Regions from separate parts of the Mus musculus genome. Here region 1 is linked to region 2. The links are chromatin contacts, called in public Hi-C maps. All regions are on one chromosome and are shown on one strand. Each heading gives the region's core, a stretch centred on a gene start, on an enhancer-like site or on the middle of the called end of the contact. The rest is flanking DNA. Distances are from core to core; before and after follow the strand shown.

Region 1 (5,900 bases), core at 496-2,995, 150 kb after region 2:
GGAAGGAAATATGAAGAGCACGGAACATTTCAAAAGCAGCAGGAAGTTTTCCCCACAGCAGAGCTGAGAGCAGGAAGGAGCAGCTCACCCACCGCAGCTAGCCCCGCCCACCGCAGCTAGCCCTGCCCCATCACAGCTAGCCCTGCCCATCGCAGCTAGCCCCGCCCATCGCAGCTAGCCCTGGGCTTGCACTGCCTTCATTGGAAGAAGCATTAAGGGGTTCTTCAAGGATATGGAGGGGTACATCTTCCTGTTAATGCAGCAGGTCTCAAACTGTGGGTTGCGGCCCCTTTAGCAAACCTCTGCCTCCAAAAATAGTTACATTTCAGTAGCAAAATTACAGTTATGAAACAGCAAAAGAAAAAATTTTATGGTTGGGGGTCACCACAACATGAGGAGCTGTCTTAAAGGGTCACAGAGATAGAAAGGATGAGGACCACGGTGTTAGTGAATGTCGCCCCTAAACCTCACCAGCCTGCACCCGACTCCCAGCTTCAGTGGCTCCTCCCACTCTCTCGAAGCATAAACCCTTGGGCTTCTAATTTGTGTGGGCCCCACTCCATAAAAACTGAGGACTGAGGCGTCATGTTAGAGACAATGTGGTCAACAGGCACTGCTTTAGTTTTGTATGAACCAACAGTACCTAGGCACCATAGGCTAGAAATGGAGTTGGTTTCTGCTTGGTTCTGTCTTCAAATCATTTCAACATCTACTGCCTCAGAGGCCCTTGAGTAGCAGCTCACCACACACACACACACACACACACACACACACACACACACACACATGAGAGAGAGAGAGAGAGAGAGAGAGAGAGAGAGAGAGAGACAGCTACTGATTATATACAAATGGCCTGTAGTTCCTCCTTTAACAAATAATCAGTGACATCCTAATTCCTCCAAAGAAGGCCTGGTGTAAGACAATCACTCTCAAGATACAAGTCCCACCACGTTTCCTGACACAGATCTTCCTTCACCAAGGTACCCAGAACCCGACACCAGCATCTTTTGTGCCCACATGGCCTAGGCAGGTGCCCAGCATCCCCGTGCCCCATCTCCTGTTTTCCTTACCCCACTCTCTACCCACAGGATTGTTTTTTTGTTTTGTTTTGTTTTGTTTTGTGTTTTGTTGTTGTTGTTGTTGTTGTTGTTGTTGTTGTTTTTCCTTCAGATCTGCAGGTACTGTGCCAAACAGGATACACTCACAAGCTCAAGGAGCACTTGACAATGCGAGCAGATTAGACGCAAGTTAGAATTCATTTATGTTCAATGAGTCATGAGAGCTGTGTGTCAGAGCTGTGTGCATGGGCTTGTAAATCTATATGGAGTCAGATGACATCATTTCCTCGGCACTGCAGAGAGCTTAGGGTGTTCTGTCTGTTATTTTGTCTCAATCTGGAAGCCTCTGTTGATGTTTCCAAACAAGATACTTCATGGACATCACCCGCTCCACACAACAAAACCATCATCAACGTATAGGCGGGAGGACACAGCTGACCGCAGACTGGGTGCCTGTCCCTGATTTCCTGTTTTCTCGCTTATTTCTAGAAGCAACTTTGCCACCAAAAGGGACACAACAAGACTCTTCCTCCCGTTCCCCCATAATCAAGAACTGTGGACATCAAGTGACATTCAACTAAGGACATTTACCAATGACCAATGTTTGTTGTCAAGCCACCAGCTACTGGGCACTGTGCAAGCAGCTAGGTCAAAAGTTCCTGACCTCTGGCTGGCTGTTTGTTCTGTTAAAAGGTCACATGAATCAAGAGTTCCATTTTGTCTTCGGCTATAAACAGCGTATAATTAGTCAGTAGCACAGTGGATTGCCAAACTGTTAGCCCAGTATCACAGGTTAGAGACTTGAACTAACAGTACCAAGATCTATTAGTTAGATACTAACTAAATATGGGCATCAAGAAAAGAAAGCAATAATGATGGCCTTGTGTGCAGCTATTTTATCTATTAAACAACAAAGAAACAAAGCCTCAGATGTATCGCTTTGGGAAGAATTCTCCCTGTATTTCCCCAGCGCTCTGAACAGCACTAAAGGGAGTGAAGTTGACTCCTGAACATCCTTTATTCTAGGAAGTTTTCCCAAACATCACCGGGAGCTCCCCTGATAAGTGTCGAAGCACTTAACTCAGGGAGCCTCTAAATCTCCCACCGACAATCCTATGTCAACTTACTTCATTCTGCCTTATAGACACCTTCTCTACCTTCTTCATGATGTGACCTCCAGAAACTGTGCTCATCAGCCACGATAGTTATGACACATGTTTCTGGTACCTGGGCTGGCTAGATTTATGTCAACTGGACACAGGCTAGAGTCATCTGACAGGAGGGAACCTTAACTGAGTAATATATCCATAAGATCAGGCTGTAGCCAAGCTTGTGGCCCAGCCTATTGACTGGAGGTGATGCCACCCCTGGTCCTGGATGCTACAAGAAATTGGGATGAACCAATGATGGTCAAGCCAGTAAGCAACATTCTTCCATTGTCTTTGCTTCAGTTCCTACTCCAGGATCCTGCTTGAGTCCCTAAGCTGACTTTTCTCAGTGATGGATTGTGACCTGAGAGTCATGAGCTGAAATAAACTCCTTTCTTGTCAAGTTCCTCTTGGTCAGTGTCTTACCTCAGTAACATAAAAGTATTAACACAGCCTCACTTTCACACTGTTGAAAGGACCTCTGGGTAGAGCTTAGAAGTTGGAACTATCCCATAATATTCTTGTATAAAACCAATCTGATATTTCCCAAACTCTCACACACATCATTGTCAATTGGACTAGAGTTAATATCTTCATTGGGTAACAGGGCAAAACACTACAGAGGTTCCTCCATCTTCAATTCTTACTGAGGCCATTTCTGGTTCACGTAGAACTCAATCTCTTTGATGGAGAATCCCACGGAAAACCATCCAACTCTGTTCTAGGCATCCAATGTTAGGCTGTCCTAGATAACTTAGTTTCGCTTCTGTTAAATTCTTGTCTATGTGGAACTGGCTCCAGCTTCTGTTAAAACTGCTTGCTTCAAGCTGAAGTTGTCCTGCAGTTGCTCACCAAGATGCCCAGATGTGGTTTCTGCCTTTAAAGACCCTGCATTCTGGACATTTGGGGCCATATCTAGGTCCCCAAAAACTTGAGTGTGGTCCTAGCTAGCTGGAATAAGGGCTATCAGTTGCCCTCTCCCTCTCCCTCTCCCCCTCCCCCTCCTCCCCCTCCCCCTCCCCCTCCCTCTCCCTCTCTCTCTCTCTCCTGTGTGTGTGGAGTGTGGTATGGTGTGGTGTACCAGAAAGGCTGCAGTTGAAGGGAAGACCCACTTCCTCAGGATGCACATTTCTATCTATGGTCTCTAACTAAAAAGGGAGGGGGTTGGAAGAGTAGAGGTTTTCATCTCTCTCTCGGCTTCCTGTCTATTCCTGTGACTAACTGCCTCACACTCCTGCCTCAGTGGTTTGCCTCCATGATAGCTACTCTCTCAAACTACAAATCCTTATAACACTGCATTTTACCTGGTCTCATATCAGGTATTTGGTCACAGGAATAGAAAGAGTAAACAATACTCAGCCCCAGAACATCCCCTGACCAATCTCACTCTCGAAATGGGACTAATATTTATATCCTGTCCAGACCTGCACAAATACAAGGACCTGAGTTCAATTTCCAACCACTCACAGAAGCTGAACATGGCTGTATGTGTCTGTGCATACATGGGAGTCACAGACAGTTGCATCTTGAAAGCTTGCTGGCCAGGCTAGCCAAGCCAGGAAAATGGCAAGCCTTGGGTTCAGTAAGAGACCATCTCAAGGCAAAGAAGCAGAAAGTCATGAAAGAAGGCACTGGGTATGCTGTTCTAATAGCCACATGGGGATGCATGGGTTCCATAACCTCCTATGCGCACACCACGGTGTCCAGCACACAAAGCATTGGATCTGAGATTGACTCCACACGCATGTACATTCACACAAACATGTGCACGCACAGCCATGCACAACATGCTGGCCTATGCTTCAAATGGGGTTTCAACGCAGTAGCAGCCAGACCAAGTCCGTCTGGAAGACAGATGTGGCTTGCATGTGGTTCTCTACAACTCAGGCAAGACTACAGCCGACTCAGCTACTCAAAGTGCAGTAGTCATAGGCAAGGCAAACCTAAAGTATTCAGAAAAAGACAGGAACACACACAGGTTCTAGGGAACTTCCTGCCTATGGATGAGAAATTCCCCTTCTTCTCCCAGAGTTCATTAGAAGACAGCTTGATAAGAGCACACCCAGGATTCTACATGACAAAGAAAAGTTCCAAAGGGATTCTAAAGAGCTCCTGTGATTTCTACTGAGAAAACAGGCAGACTCCCCTGTCACTCCCTGCGGCTCCCTGGCCCTGTGCTGCAGGCTTCTTATGCTTTCTAAACCAAACTAGACTCATTTTACCAATCCTTCGCGTTCTGCCTTGATGGATTAAGGTATGATGAGTCTCTTTCCGTCTTATAATACCTGCGTGTTATTAAACTGCAACGGTGGGTGATTCAGAGTTTAATCAGGTCCTTACTGTCGAATGGTGTCTGTCATTTTTGCACACCTTTGAATGATGGTGGTGCACACACCCATCTATCATCCTGGCCCTTTGGTGGTTGAGGCAGAAGGATCCTAAGTTCCACTGACAACAAAAAATTTTTGAATTGGAATTGTTTATAGTTGTGGCAGTGGCTATCAACCAAGTCTATTCTCTCTTTGATATGGATAATAAAGACCAGATGATTTTACAGAAATCTCCAGACACCCTTTTAGGTAATTTTTAGATATCTTTTACATAATTTTACTAACCCAGTCCACATAGTATCTTTCCTACTACCCCATGACCTTGAACACTGATCCAGTCATTTCCCTAAGAGACACCCGTAGATGTGGTTGGGTAGTGAGGAAGTGTTCTAGAAAAGTCTCTTCACAGAGAAGACTGCATTGCTGCCACAACTTCCTCATCAGGCTCTCCTGGGTCACATTGGTAAAGTATGCATCTATTTCTACATGAAAGATTCAACAAGCTATCCCAGATCTCATTACATTATAATGGAAGAGACTTCGTTACAGTATAATCGTTTTGCAGGACATTCATCGGAGCCGGAAGGCGGGGGTCACATGAACAGCTGAAGACAAAGATTTAGATTTCAAAAGGGATGAGTTAAGTCCTGACTTGGGGTCCACAGCTTTCTAGAAGGAAATTTTAGCCAGGAGCTTAATATCTAATCTCCAGCACCCAAGCAAAACAAGGCTACAGCAAAGAGCAGGTGGGCGTGGCCCTGTGGCCTATAGTCCCAAGAATGAAAGGCAAAGGCAAGTGCTTGACAGCCTAGCCAAAAACAACAAGCCTAGGGTGTAGGGAGGTATTCCGGGTCAAGGGGACGAGGCAGAGAGAGACATACCTGACACTTTATTGTGGGCTCTACACTTGCACACATGAGAACACCCACCCACAATCAAACTATGAAAACACTCACTGTGTAGTGTAGTTTTTCTAATATATTACATTTTTTGTACATTTTCATTTGTTTTCTAGATATTTTACCTAGCAATGTTACATTTTTAGGTGATCGAACCCATTTATTCATTTAAACTTATCTTCCACTTCTAATCTAAAATAAAAACAGTTTTAGAATTGAAAATGTTTCACACGATATATTCATCTAAAATGGCATGTTTATCTCTTCTTCTTCTCGTCCCCGATTTGTCAGGATAACCTACAAAGTGATGGTTTCCTCATGGTACTTTTATATGTATGTCATTAAAAGCTCTCAGAGATGAACAGGACTTTATACACGTGTCATCGTGCGACGCTCGAGCTAATATGGTTCATCAAGAACTCTTGTCATTGAACATGAGTCATCCTAGAACTTTCGAGGCTGCTT
Region 2 (5,147 bases), core at 757-3,256:
GTGTGCACATGTACGTGTGCATATGTGTGTATATGTGTTTATGTGTGTATATAAGTATGTGTGCACATGTGCATGGGCATGTGTGTGTGTGGTGTGCGTGTGTGTATGTGTGCATATATGTTTGTATGTGTGTATGTATGGGTATGTGTGTATGTGCATGTTTAGATGTGTATATAAGTGTGTGTGCATGTTTGTGTGTGTGTGTGTGTGTGTGTGTGTGTGTGAGCATACATGTGTACTGAGTACTATCCTACAGGAAGCAGAAGAGACTAAGTGGAGGAAGCAGAACCAGCAACAAAACTCTCACTATGTCTTTCGAGGCATGGGGTATAGTGCAGTTGGTAGAGTGCTTCCTTAGCACGCATAAAGCCCTGCACCCCATACACTGAACAGGATGGTAACATGCCTATAAGCCTATATTGCTTAGATTTGATCTCAGAGTTTGGGATAAAGATACAGGAGGATCAGGAGTTAAGTCATCTTTGTAGATATATATGTATATATGGCAAGTTTGAGGCTAACCTGGGCTACATGAGGCTCTGCCTCAAAAATAATATACATAAATTAATGAACCTGACCAGCTAGAGTCAGCCTCATAAATATAAATTTAGAGCACAATTCAGTGGAGGAAGAATTCGAGTTAATAAGGCTAGAGGACTAAAAGCCATGTGGAATGCTAGCGATGTAATAGCAGATTTACATAAAGCAGATCTGGCAAAACGTAAAGATTGAAGGTGCTCAACAAGGAGAGTTGTGTAGGGCTCGGTGGGGTCTCATCCCATTGACTAAGAAAACTAAGTAAAACTGATCCAAAAAGCATACTTTGAGAATGAATTCCCAGTACAATTTATTTAATTATAAATCCATATGACTTGTTATTTATATATACAAAAAATTACGTTTAATTTGACCTTAAAACATTCTGAGAAATTTACTAGTCAACTCTTGTGAGCTGGCTCTAGCCAGCCCTGAAGGGAAAGAGTCCAGAGCACAGGAGATTCCTCCCCTCCCTCCCACTCTCTCTCCCTCCTTCAGCGTGGACTTCCCAGCCTTCCAGCCATGCACGTTATCAAGGAGGGACCCAAAGTGCCAGATACGCTTTCATTCTGCTGAGCTTCTCACTGCAGCTCCCAACTGCACACAGCATGCTGGACGGCAGTGACAATCACAATGACAATAGCAATGAGCTCAACTGCAGTCACCAGACTCTAAGGGCACACTATCTGCTGGCCACTTGTGACTTCCATTAAGCTTTGTTAACTTTGACATCTCAAATTACTCAGCTAGGAGAGCCACAGAATGGGGTTTGAATCCAGGTCTATCTTCAGCACAAATATTTTTCAACCGAAGTGAAAGGCAACTGAGGATCAAGGTCCTTTCTGTGTGTCAGGAATTATTTCATGTAGGGGACCGGAGTGATGGCTCAGCGGTTAAGAGCACCAGCTGCCCTTGCAGAGCACCCAAGTTATGTCCCCAGAACCCATGGTGGGTGGCTCACAACTGCCTATAACTCCAGCTTGAAGAGATCCAATGCTTTCTTCTGCCTTCTGCAGGCACCTGCCTTCATGAACACATAATTTAACATAAAATAAATATTCTTAAAATTATCTCATCTTAGCAGAGTTCATCATGATGCTAGGCCAGGTGCCTGAAGGACTGGCTTATGTGAAGCTAAGGCCTTAGCTAGTTAATCATAGTGAGTCTAGGATTAAGGTAGACAAGTCAGGCTCAATTCTCACCCCATACATGACAAAAGAAACTTCCACATCAAGCCAATGAACCTCTAATTCAAATCACACACACACACACACACACACACACACACACACACACACACACACACAAAAGCCTTTTGTCACAGCCTTTTGCCCAATTCCTACATTTGTGCCAGTTTACAAAATCAAAAACTTTGGAATGAGACCGAAAACCTTTGTTCTCAGTCAAACATTTTGTGTGGTTAATATTTCTCCCAGCCTTTCCCTAGAGGGATCTCTAGCTTCTAACCAGGGTATCTTTACACAAGACAAAATCAATTGCTCAGAGCTATGGGAGACTTCCAGAGGCTGCGTATGAAATGACAATGGCTGTAGGTGACCATAAGTGCTGCTCACTAGAGTAGAGGCTTATAGAGGCCAGGGACCACTCTATGTCCATACCACAGATCCCTGAACAGAACTTGTGTGATTTTCACAGTTCCAGAACATATAGTCGGATTTAGCACTCTTAGCAGTAGGTGTAATGTCAACAAGCATTCCTTGATCCATGACATTGGAACGCTGGTGGTGGGAAAAGCCAAACGTGCCCGCCAGAGCCCCTTTCATTTAAGAGCAATGGCGACCTGAGTCAAGGCTGCATTCCTGGAGAACTGCCAAGGTTAGTGTGACACCAAAACCATGAAACATGCAAGAGGGGTCAAAGGGCTCTGGCAGGACAGAGCATAGCAAGCTTGGTGCCCACCAACAGGTTTTGCCTTTCTCTCTGCCCCCCTGGCTAAACCACAGATTACATGCCCTATGCGATCCACCAAGGTGTAGTCCCTTATATGGCCACTTCCTCCTCCTGAGGTTGACTACCAAGGTCCAAATGTCAAAGTATTGATGTCTGGCAACCAGAAGCCCCCTTTTGGCTGCCATAATTAACATGCCACAGAAGCTGACATAGGAGGTCACAGTTTCAGAGGAAAGAATGCTCTCAGCCAGAGACACAACAATGACTCCACTGATTGTCACCTCTCCACGCTGCACTCCTCAGGCAAAGACTGAAGTATGGTGTCAGCTTTTGTGCCTGGTCCTGTTTCTCAAAGGGAAACTAAGCAACTACGCCACAATAAAATCAGAGTCTCTCTAGAATGCAGACGATCTATGGGAGCATTTCAGTGCCTTGATGTTAAGGTCAATGGGGAAAAAAACCACAAGATTCAGACAAATCCTTCAGGAGTCAATGCTTGGGTCATCCTATCCTATACTGAGGTGCCTAGTAGAGAAGAAAAAAAAAAAGACTATAAATTGAGTGATATAGGAAGGTAGTGATAAACACTAGCTAAGACATGTGAGCAGTTATTGGACAATAACCTGGAATTGTGTAGGTCTTCTAATGTTGTGATATAATCAAGACGCTTTGACTTTATTAGTACCACATTAACTATTCCCCCTCCTATTTAAGTTACAAGATGTTGGCGGAAGAGTGACCCCCCGAAATCCTTCCAAATGAGGAGGGATGTGGCCTCCTCATTTATTTGCGCACGTAGTGGTCGCGATGCCTAGATGGAGCCGTGGCTTCCCTGTTACCCTGGTCTGAAGATTAAGTGTGAACTAGCAGAAGGTGTGTGGGGCGAGTTTCATAAAGAAAAGCCAAGGAAGCGAGTTTCATAAAGAAAAACTGACAACTTCTGGAACATTTGCAGTGAGGCCTGCGATAAATTTTCCAAAGACAGCGTGAGAATGGAAGTCAGTAATATGAAGATATAAAATTTCACAAATATGTATCACGCAGCATATTCCTGTAACATTTTAATTCTGTGAGTCAACTCCTTAAGATAATCAGGCCTTTGCTGTTGTTAGACCATTATCGGTTTTCCTGCTCACTTTAAAGGCTTTCCTTCTGTAAGAATGCATACAACTGTTGTCTTTAGGTGAAGTGGAAACTTAAGGCTTCTTTGGGAAGTTGGTTGGATGGTGTTTTACTGGGGCGAACACGTGAAGGGACATTTCATTGCAGTGGGCACAGGTGTGAAAGGCTGAGGCAGACTCATGAAGGAGTGTTTCGCTGAAGCAGACACAGGAAGAGAGGATGTTCTGCTAAAGCAAGCATGTGAAAGGACGTGATGAGGGATTCTTTGCTAACAACACACATGCATTGGTCCGCCTTACATTGTGTAGTTGAGCTGCATCTGTCGGGGATGCCATAGAGAGAAATGCAGCAAAACATTTCTGGTGATGTGCTGCAGTTTGTTATCGCTCCCAAGAACTTAGGCTGATTGGATGCTCGTGCTGAGGCAAGGCACGTGGAGAACACGTAATGTTTGGAGGGTATAAATAAGACTTGACAGAGCGATGGAGACAGAGCTTGACTTGCTGCTACAGCTACCTGTGCAATGCTTGGGGGTCTGCATCTTTACTTTCCTGAGAGGCACAGCCAAGAGCTTCTCCGGGTGTCCCTTTTGGTCCCTCCTGATGAGGAGGCTGAGGCCTGGCTGTCTCTGCTAGGTCATGTCACCACTGTCCCTAACCTGACTCTACCGAACTGGACTGCTGGTGTATCCGTGTGGTGTTTGCTCGTTGATTGAGCTGCTGCTGCCTGCCGACCTGTGTATTGAACTGCCAATTTCCAGACAACACAGAGGGGAGTTGCTCCAAAGAACCTTTCTTAACAGGTCCACTTCCCCTCCCCACCCTGTATCCTTTCTTTTCCACTATCTCTAGTGGGAGGTGGGCTACAAGAAAGGTTAAAGTGTTTAGGAACCATCATTAAAAATAGGATTTGAAAAATAAAAATTGAGTTTAGGAAATCACTGAGTCCCACTGTCAGCTACTTTGCGGTACAAGGAATTGACCCACAGCCTTGTGTATACTGGGAAAGAACTGAGCCCCTGGGCTGCCCCCAAATGTTCTCTTTGCACCATTGATTTTCTTCTTATGAATTGTAAGGGCTTCCAAAAGTGAAAAAAAAACAATATTAACCAACCAATATTAATATAATAATAGTAGGCTATCATTTAAAGAAATACAGTCTCAAAAAACCAAAAAAAGGAATACAATTCTACATCTAAACACATTTAAGTAAGCTTATTATAAATAAAAATTATTCAAATAAAATTAAAATTCATTTTTAATATGTTACTTGACATTTTAAATGACTTTATATCTATTTGTTAATTGGATTCTGAATGCTGTCTGGTTTTGATGGTTTGCACATCTTAAGAAGAGAGCTGAAGTGGTTTGCATTTAACAATAAGCAAACACTTCTGATTGCTTCTTCTCTCTTTGCTAATTATCATGTTCATTTGATAGCTGTCACTTAAAACTTATGATCTGGCTATAGGACTGCATTCTTATTTAAACCCACAAATGTGTTTCTCCACATTTGCAGTCTCTTCCCAGGGATGTAATTTTTACCCGGTTTTATTTTGTGTCCTGTAAGGTTAAACC

What was found. A called contact is a pair of places that touch in the nucleus more often than the background predicts.
Region 1: a contact with region 2 is called in a Hi-C map of liver, with 1.8 times the contacts expected there. The contact joins two enhancer-like sites. A contact is called at or near these places in 1 of 484 Hi-C or Micro-C datasets (liver) and 1 of 9 other capture datasets (adipose tissue).

What each region holds. Positions count from the first base shown.
Region 1 is chr6:142,884,241-142,890,140 of GRCm38.p6, forward strand. The region is part of intron 2 of St8sia1 (ST8 alpha-N-acetyl-neuraminide alpha-2,8-sialyltransferase 1); the gene reads right to left. Among named protein-coding and RNA genes, the nearest start is that of Gm7457, 73 kb to the left of the region's middle. Within about 2 kb of position 1,746, at least 54 of the 459 cell types and tissues checked have an H3K27ac peak or open chromatin away from gene starts, as enhancers often do. A contact at or near this core is called in liver, where this site is marked.
Region 2 is chr6:142,736,450-142,741,596 of GRCm38.p6, forward strand. No RefSeq gene overlaps it. Among named protein-coding and RNA genes, the nearest start is that of Cmas, 18 kb to the right of the region's middle. Within about 2 kb of position 2,007, at least 3 of the 459 cell types and tissues checked have an H3K27ac peak or open chromatin away from gene starts, as enhancers often do. A contact at or near this core is called in liver, where this site is marked.